3 separate regions of the Gossypium arboreum genome follow, and all the other regions are linked to region 2. Evidence: chromatin contacts called from public Hi-C data. All regions are on one chromosome and are shown on one strand. The core of a region is the stretch at or near the end of the contact, and the rest is flanking DNA. Distances in the headings are between cores, read along the strand shown. Region 1 holds the start of LOC108454380 (histone deacetylase HDT1-like). Region 2 holds the start of LOC108455950 (putative phytosulfokines 6). Region 3 holds the start of LOC108454593.

Evidence for each region. Hi-C and Micro-C count contacts between places; a contact is called where the count stands out from the background.
Region 1: a contact with region 2 is called in a Hi-C map of leaf, with 2.9 times the contacts expected there. The contact joins the promoter of LOC108454380 here to the promoter of LOC108455950 in region 2. A contact is called at or near these places in 2 of 5 Hi-C or Micro-C datasets (both in leaf).
Region 3: a contact with region 2 is called in a Hi-C map of leaf, with 2.0 times the contacts expected there. The contact joins the promoter of LOC108454593 here to the promoter of LOC108455950 in region 2. A contact is called at or near these places in 2 of 5 Hi-C or Micro-C datasets (both in leaf).

The regions. Positions count from the first base shown.
Region 1 is chr9:68,768,026-68,770,725 of ASM2569848v2, forward strand. It overlaps LOC108454380 (histone deacetylase HDT1-like), which reads right to left and starts at 1,433. Exons shown (of 10, transcript XM_017752824.2): 1 at 1,273-1,433; 2 at 795-865; 3 at 505-716; 4 at 364-380; 5 at 229-282; 6 at 1-135. The coding sequence starts at 1,285.
Region 2 is chr9:69,254,075-69,257,028 of ASM2569848v2, forward strand. It overlaps LOC108455950 (putative phytosulfokines 6), which reads right to left and starts at 1,674. Exons shown (of 3, transcript XM_017754536.2): 1 at 1,543-1,674; 2 at 1,377-1,435; 3 at 1,012-1,280. The coding sequence starts at 1,639. The coding sequence ends at 1,173. LOC128280380 (a long non-coding RNA gene) reads left to right here and starts at 156. Exons shown (of 2, transcript XR_008270553.1): 1 at 156-387; 2 at 1,442-2,066.
Region 3 is chr9:68,900,464-68,903,234 of ASM2569848v2, forward strand. LOC108454593 reads right to left here and starts at 1,281. Exons shown (of 2, transcript XM_017753100.2): 1 at 329-1,281; 2 at 1-208. The coding sequence starts at 713. The coding sequence ends at 36.

The sequences.
Region 1 (2,700 bases), core at 183-2,682, 490 kb before region 2:
TTCCATCCTCGGAATCACTATCATCATCATCGTCCTCATTTTTCTTGTTATCACTTGGTTCAGTTATCTTGACAGCTTGTTTTACAGCATCAGGTTTCCCAGCATTAGCCGTTTTTGCATCTGTCTTAGCTTTTCCTGTAATGGAAGAAAATGTTTGCAGGTTGAAAGTGCAAATTAGTAGAATCTTCAATTATTGATACTAAATTCCAGTACACAAAGAGAACTAACCGTTTTCAGCAGCCACAGGAAGTTCCTCATCCTCGCTACTTTCTTCCTCACTATCTGTATATAAGAATAATATGCATGAGAAAAACTTGATTAAAGCAATTTGCAATTAGGCAAAAGATATATTCCATTACTCACCAAATTCATCATCAGAGGTGACAGAAAACAGCATAGAAGTCAAGGAAGCACAAGATTTCACAGGCAAAATTCACATTAAAAAAATAAGTTTGGTTATTACAAAAAAGAAAAACAAAATAATTGCTATTGATAAAAGGATATCCTTCCTCTGGGACAAAAGTTCTGTAACCAAGGAAATAGACGCTCCCATTTTTCCAGTTGTGAGAGAGCTCAAAGCCTTGCTCAAATACTAAATCAAAACACAATTGCGGGCAATTCTGGTGGGAAAGTGTTCCGAGAACGAGTTTCTTCCCATTAACATTCACATAGAGAGGAACCGACTCTGCTTTGTTCTTTGACTCACCAAGTGTTGCCTAAAACATAAGGCAACAAAGCAGATGATTTTAGACAAACAACAATAGATAACAACATCAAGTTAGACAGTTTCCAACCTGGGAAAGATGGATGACATGACTGGCACCAGGGTCCGTTTTAATAGGCTGTCCAGCTTTAACTTCAATACCTAATAGTAGCATAAAAGATGATCCAATTTGATTAACCCAATTTGAAATAAAAACAATATGTCCATGTCTTAAGTATAATCCTGAAAAATATAATTTGCATATAATCATTTTCAACAAGCTACCATCCAATGACAAAATAATTACCATGTGTCAAATCATACTGATAAATCTCAAATAATGAAACCAGCAACTAATGCTATTAGCGTTGACAACAGTAAACCAAAACCCAATCAAACACGGCCACAAAAACAAGCTTCCCATTGAAAGAGAGAAGTTCAAATAAAACCCAAGGGAAAGCTAGCATCATTTCATTAGAATTTTTTTTAAAAAAAATCAAAGCTTCAAAAAGTAAAAGAAACATAAACATAAAATCGAAGAGAGATAAGTAAAAGAAAGAATGGGTTACCCCAGAACTCCATTTATGAGGATGATGAAAGACGAGTGAGAGGACTAAGGTTTTAGTGGCGTCTGAGAACTAGGGTTTTACGAGGAGTGGGAGAAGGTGAGAGTAAAAACACGCCTTCCAAAGAAGAGAATTGAATGGCAATCGAAATGAATTTATAAGATAGTTGCCGCTTATTTTATTTCTAGGGTTTTTTAAAAAAAAAATAATTATTTCTTTTCAATATTCAAGGATTTGTTTGTGAAGGCTTCCTTTTCGGACTGACCCAATTATGATCAACCCATATGTTTCGTAAAGCCCATAATAAGCCCATCACTAAAACTATCTACAAATACCTAAAGACTAGGCCTCATATCTCCATATCAATATCACTCTTTTATCTAGGTTGTTTGGCACTTAAAATTCGGGTTTTAAAAAAATTAATTGAGTTTTAACTTGATTAGTATGAGTATTGTTGTCAATACAGAAGGATGTGGGTTCAAATGTACTAAAACACATTATCCTCTTATTTATAGGTTGGGAGGAGTTATGGGTTTTAGGCATTGTGTAAAAAAAAAAAGATATGATTAGAACTTATAATGAAATTGTTCAAAAAAATATTTGGGTAAAAAAATTGGCCGCGTTCAATGACCGACACCTCAGCAAATTTTCACTCCACAAGTAAAGTTAAGATTTTGATATGTGACCTTAAATTGCATTTAAAAATTTAAGGGATAAATTTCAAAACTATACATAAACTATAATTTAATGTGCAAATTTATACACGAAATTTTGATTTGATCAAATTCTCACAAATCATTAATACAATTATTGATATAGCATTATTTTATGTTTATATATTGCATACACATATAATTATATTTATCTAATATAAAAATAAATTTGATTATTTATTTCTTTAAATGTGTATGACTGAATCAAAATTAAAGTTTCATGTATGTATTTGAACCACAATCGAAGTTACATGTATATAATTATATTAAATTAAAATTCATATATCAAGTCACACATTGAATCAAAGTTAATATATAATCTTAAAATTTATCTCGAAATTTAAAAATAAAAATAAAATATGTGATAAAATTTCAAAGGGAGTTAAATACTTCACGGCCAATATACCAAACTTGCTGATTTAGAAAATATAAATTTCGTAATAATATTTCTAAGTGAACTGAAATTGCATTTATTACATGAAAGCAATTCTTACGTAAGAATTATATTTTTAATTACAAGAAATTTCAATACGTAGTAATATATTTACAAGAATTTATAATAGGAATGATATATTTAAGGTTCGTGTGTACAAACATTAGTATTATTTTAGGATTTGATCTAAGTAAAGGAATTAAATTTTAAATTTTAAAAGTATTAGGGACTATTATATTAAAATTAAAATTCTATAGATTAGTAATTATTATATTGCTAATCATG
Region 2 (2,954 bases), core at 424-2,923:
TAATGTGGGTAAGGAGTGTAAGGACTTGGTGACTAATTCAGAGTGGATAATGACAGCCTTAATTAAAGTTTCACTTGACAGGTGTGCCCTTCAATCATCCATTCATACAAAAACAATTTATATATATTTCCGTCCATGAATTATATTCTATCAATCAATCAATCAATACTGGACCCCTCATGATTTGTCACCTCCCAATGAAATAAAACAATGTCAGCTGTTTTTTTTAAATAATTCTGCCTAAAATGGATTAAACTTGTGTTTGTGCAAGTATAGCATACTCGAACTCGAGGAAACATTTCAACTTTCTGAGAAAACATCAGCTTCTGATTCTTTCTGCAAGGACATGTAAATGGGATGGCTACCCTTAATCTCATTCCCTAAAAGGTCAGTCATGCAACTCTTTTTCCTGATCTGATAACTTCTGGTCACATTAAATTCCAATTAAACTTGAAATCGAACCGAGAGCTCGGCACTGATTTCTTCATTTAGAAGATTAAACCAGAATCCTTGCTGAAATTCCTTGCAACTTTACCTAATAAACGTTGGGTTATGAAATTGGGTCATCATGCATGGGGAAAGAAGAGGCTGCCATTTATTGTTCTTCCTTCAACAACATAATATACACTTTGAAGTAGTGATATTTAAGACTTATCAGATCAGTAGGCTGAAGTGGTCAAAAGGAGTTATTTAAGATAAGTTGTAGAATCGGCAGCTTCAGCCTAGTATGCCATAGGATTGGGAACTTTGAACAGCCGAAAGTGAATTAATGCAGTAGAAATCTGTGACTAAATTTGCAAGAGCATAAATTCCCCAACTGTCCACTTAATTGCTTTGAATCCCATAGTCACCAAACTAGCTTAGATTTGAAACTGTCTTTCCATAAAACTTTGGAACTACTTTGGGTGGTGGGGAACTACTTTTGGCTTTGCTTTTCAACATCTTACCTTGGTTTTATCAAGTCAAAATAATATAACACCCCAGAGGCAAATCTCACATATTACAAAACTATTTAGCTACATAATTAGGTTTAACACTTACATTAATAATCATAATTAAGTTTATACTAACATACATATTCATAAACCTTAACCATAATCCATTCTGAAGGTTCCCAGACAACTTAATTATACATGGAACAACTTAACAAGAATATATACAAGGAATAGTCCTCAAGGCTTATGATGCTGGGTGTAAATGTAATCCAAGTGAGCCTCTGAGATTATTCTTCTCTTCAAGCATTCATCATCTCCAGCATCACAAGCTTCTACCCCCAATAGCTGCTGCAAAGCATTGGAAAACAAAAACATCAAAATATTTAGCCAAATATTAAAAGATGAAAGGCTGATGAAAAAGAGATAGGATTTGAAGCTTACATTCATTAGTTCATTGTCTTCCATATCCGCTGTTTGAGTAAGCTCTACCTCTTCTTTTCCTGCAGATGAAGAAGATAGGTTCATTGCTGCGGAAATCTCGGATCCAAATTCGAATTTCCTCGAAAACCGAATAAAAAAAATGGGGTGCTCACAGGCAGGCACTTACCTTGTTTGTTTGCTAGGGAACGAGCAGATAAATGGGAAGAGGAAATAAGAAACAGGAAGAAGAGAAGAAGAACACCAGAAATAAAGCTTTGCTTCATGGTTTTAGCCACACTGCCCTTCAAGTAAGCGAGAGAGAGAGAGAGAGAGAGAGTGTGTGTGTTGGGAATTGGAATGGTGGAAATGGAAGTGGGGATATGTTGCATATAAATACGTGCGAAGAAAAGCTTAGCACCGGAAGTTAATCACATGAAGGCTGTTTCACATAGGCCATAACCCCCCACAAACAATAATTATTTACTCAAGATGTGGGGCTAATGGCTAAAAAGTAAAAACCATGATCTTGGATTACAATAATATTTAAGGTCTTTAAACGTGTGACAACAGCAGCAATATTAAGAGGGGAGAGAAAGAGCTTGAGTCACTGTCTACCAGGGTGGTCCAAGCAAAGTCCAAGAACTCTCATAGATCAATGTAATAGTGGTTTTGACAGCGTCTAACAAGTCAACCTTTTGGACATTGCTAACAGCTGTTGCCCATCATCACATGTTTTAAGTTTTAACACATCACCATGTTTTGACAAGTGTCTATTGATTGCACTTACGAAAACACCGTCATACAAAATGCTAAACTAATCTTTTATTAATTAATGTTGGGTCAGTAAAGAAAACATGGAGCATGAGAAAAGCATTCCAAAATACACACTACAAAGACCCCCACTCTTAATTGCAACCCCGCGTCAGCAACCTGCACTAACGGCAACCCCAACCAAATTTATATAATACGAATTTAAATCCTATCATAATTATAAAAAAATATTGATAATTTAAACACAAATATGAACTTAGCATTGTCACCCCATCAACAATACCAATCGTATCTTTCTAAATTGATAAGTTTTTGGCAACTTTGAAAATGATACTTTTCCTAGATGCCAGGCAAGGATATGAAATCAATTTTTTTTATGCTGTCGGCCACAATTGATTAATAAGTAATTTCTATCATGGTTAGTAATGCCGTGGGAATTTGTTTATTCATGCATGGAAAAAGATGGTGCAATCTTTTATTTATTTTTTATTTTTGGAAAACAGTGGTTGCTGTTTCACTATAACAATGGTGGGGTGGGGAGGGAGCCACTTCATTTTTTTAGAGTATGTCAGATGAGATAGTGCTTTTGAGTTTTGTCGTCTCTTGATGGTGTTTTTTATGTCCGAATTAAAAAAATGGTGATTATGCTTCTCTTTTGGAAGATTTGAATTGTTCGTTACTTTGCAGGAAGAATTAAAAGCCTTAAAAAAAAAAAAGACCATTGAAGGTATCGGATTCTATAAGTAAATCATATTAAAATTCGTCATTAATAAATAAGTTGGATCGTCTCCTTGGAATCAGAATGTGTGCTTGGATTTTCCTGTTAAG
Region 3 (2,771 bases), core at 31-2,530, 350 kb before region 2:
TTGTTTACAAAATACAATACCCATAAAAAATGCTTCTAAAACAAGAAATCCATGAATTTGAACCAAGGTTTCGAGCTTTTTGTAACACTTTCCGCTTCATTTGAGCACGACGCCGTTTTATTCTGGCCGTCCTTTGATGCCGCCGTTTTTGTGCACAAGAAGAAATTTCTTGATCCCAACGCGATCAGCTTCTCTTCCCTTCCCAAACCTGCTATCACACAAACCCAAAAATATTGGCAATCAATTACAGCCGTACGTTTCCCCAAAAATATAGAAACCTGATCTAACGGCTAATAAATTTTCGGGGGTAGTTTTTTTTTTTTCTTACTTTCTAAGCTGAATTGAGAATAATGGAGATCGAATAGCGCGGCGTCCGTTGGCGGCAGCATCGGTCGCCGACCTTCCTTCGAGTACTGCCTGACGGAGACCGTTATTAAGTCACCGACAGTGTTTTCCGGTGACATCACCACTTGCACGGCTCCGAGGCTCCCTTGAATCGTCACGTTCAATAGCAGCTTCGTCAACTTCGGCGGCCTCGCATCGGATGAGAGTGAAGTAGACCTCTCTGGAAGCAGGTCGGGAAGCGTCTTCGGCCGCCTCAGCTCCACCGGTTCCATCGTCTGGATTCTCCCGTGAAACGACGACGCCCTTTCAGATAACCTTACCCTCCGGCTCTTCTCCGGTTCCTTACGGTTATTTTTTGAATTCCTCATCGGATTGAAATGATCGACCGTGGTATATTATACAGTGATTCAAATCTTAAATAAATAAATAAATAAAACTTCTCTTCGCTGCTTTTTTAGGTTGGAGAGTGAGACAATGATTACCGCAATCGCCGGTGGCGGAAAAACCTAAACCGAGGGAAACCGAGAGCGGGGACAGAGCGACGGCTCTCGAGTTTCCGATCACAGTAAGCTATCATTAGCTGAATGGTATAGCTGTAAATAAACAGAGAACCAAAAGGCAAAGTAGAGAAGCTATGAAAGAAAGGATGGGAAACTGACTGCCTCTAGTACCCAACCCTCGCAGGCACTTTATATGGGAAGGAAAGCGAAGAACGAGCCAGAATCATTGAATCGCACTCAATCTACTATTCTCTTGGGTTACTGGCTATACCCGGTTGATGGGAAATAGATAATTTCATTTTTCGCGCATTACTCATTACTCTACCGCTCTGACTGGTAATTGCCCGCGGATATCACATTTCTGTGGCTTTGCTTGTTGGGTAGCGGGCTTCGTGTTAAAGTGCGCTGGTGAAGTATTGAGCCTCCTTAACCTTAAGCCTAAAAGTAAAAGTTCTATCGTCCACTAAATTTATAACACCTACGGAAAGATAGGGTCAAACTTCATCAATCCCCCCAAACTATCCACCAGATTCTATATTCGTCCCTAAGTTTCAAAATGCTTTAATTGAGTCCTCAAATTATTAATATTGCATTAATCATGCCATTATTTTGGGTATATTTAAAAAAAATTGGGCACCTTGCATATGAAAAACTTGGATATCAAGTTTTTTTTATAAAAAAAAAATAGTTTTGATAAAATTTAGAATTTTTTTTTTTTTTAACACGTCAGATCCAAGTTGTTTATATGATAGGTGCACCCATTTTTACAATTTAATCCACATTTGTAAAATATATTTTACAATATTGATACTTTAAGTCTCAATTAAAATATTTTAAAATTTAAAGACCAAATTAGAATGTAAACTATATGTTTGGTACTTATAATGGATTTAACCCACTAGAAGAATATTGGTTTAGTGTTGAGTCCACGTGACTACCATGTGGACCAATCTAACTTCCTAGTTTTTACTCTTTAAAAATGTTGACGTTCTTAGTTTTGTTTTAGGCTTTATTTATTATTAATCCCTTAAACTATACTCATTTTCCCATTGAACTTTTTTCCATATAAATACCTAAACTTTTATTATACTTTTAAGTCCAAAACTCAAATGGTGTTAAATAAAAAAATTGATTCAGCCAAACCCTATCTTTCTTTTATTATTATTATTTTTTTTTGGCAAATCCAAGCTTTCATTTGGTTGATCGAATTTTGATGGGTTTTTTAAAACCTCAATTTGCAGTAGATTTAAACGTATTTTCCATGAAAAATGATATCAATTCTGCATTTGCATTAGACTAAATGGTTTGCTGGAAATGAAGAAGGGAACATGAAAATGGCTTTTGGATTGAAGAAGAAGAGGGGTCAAGAGAGAATAAAATAAATAAATTAATTTAACTTAAGTTTAATATATAATATATTTATTCCATATGGATGATGATGATGTATATAAAAATGACATGGCCCATACTTCGGTTGGCTCCACATGTTGAACGGTTTTTTAACGATGTTAACTTAAATAGGCTGAAACGATTGACTGAAGTAAAATTTAGTATCATATAAATAGAAATTTAAGTATCAATATAAAAAAATATATATAGTTTAGAGGTTAATTGTGAATAAAATTTTGTTTTATTTAAATAAATATTTTAGTCATCTCTACTAAAATTATCACAAACCCAAAAAAATAATTAAATAATAATTTCATACGGAAAGAAAAACTAATATATCATGTTTGAAAATTTAGCCTCATACCACTACTCATAATAGTATCGTTGTTTGAACTGAATTTTATTAATTAGTTGGACTAATTGGATCCAAATTTGATACAGATCGATTAAATAAAATAAAAATCTTTTGAACTAAATTTTTAAATATTTTTATGAACCTTTATTGATATATTTAATCAAACCAATAAAATTGATTGA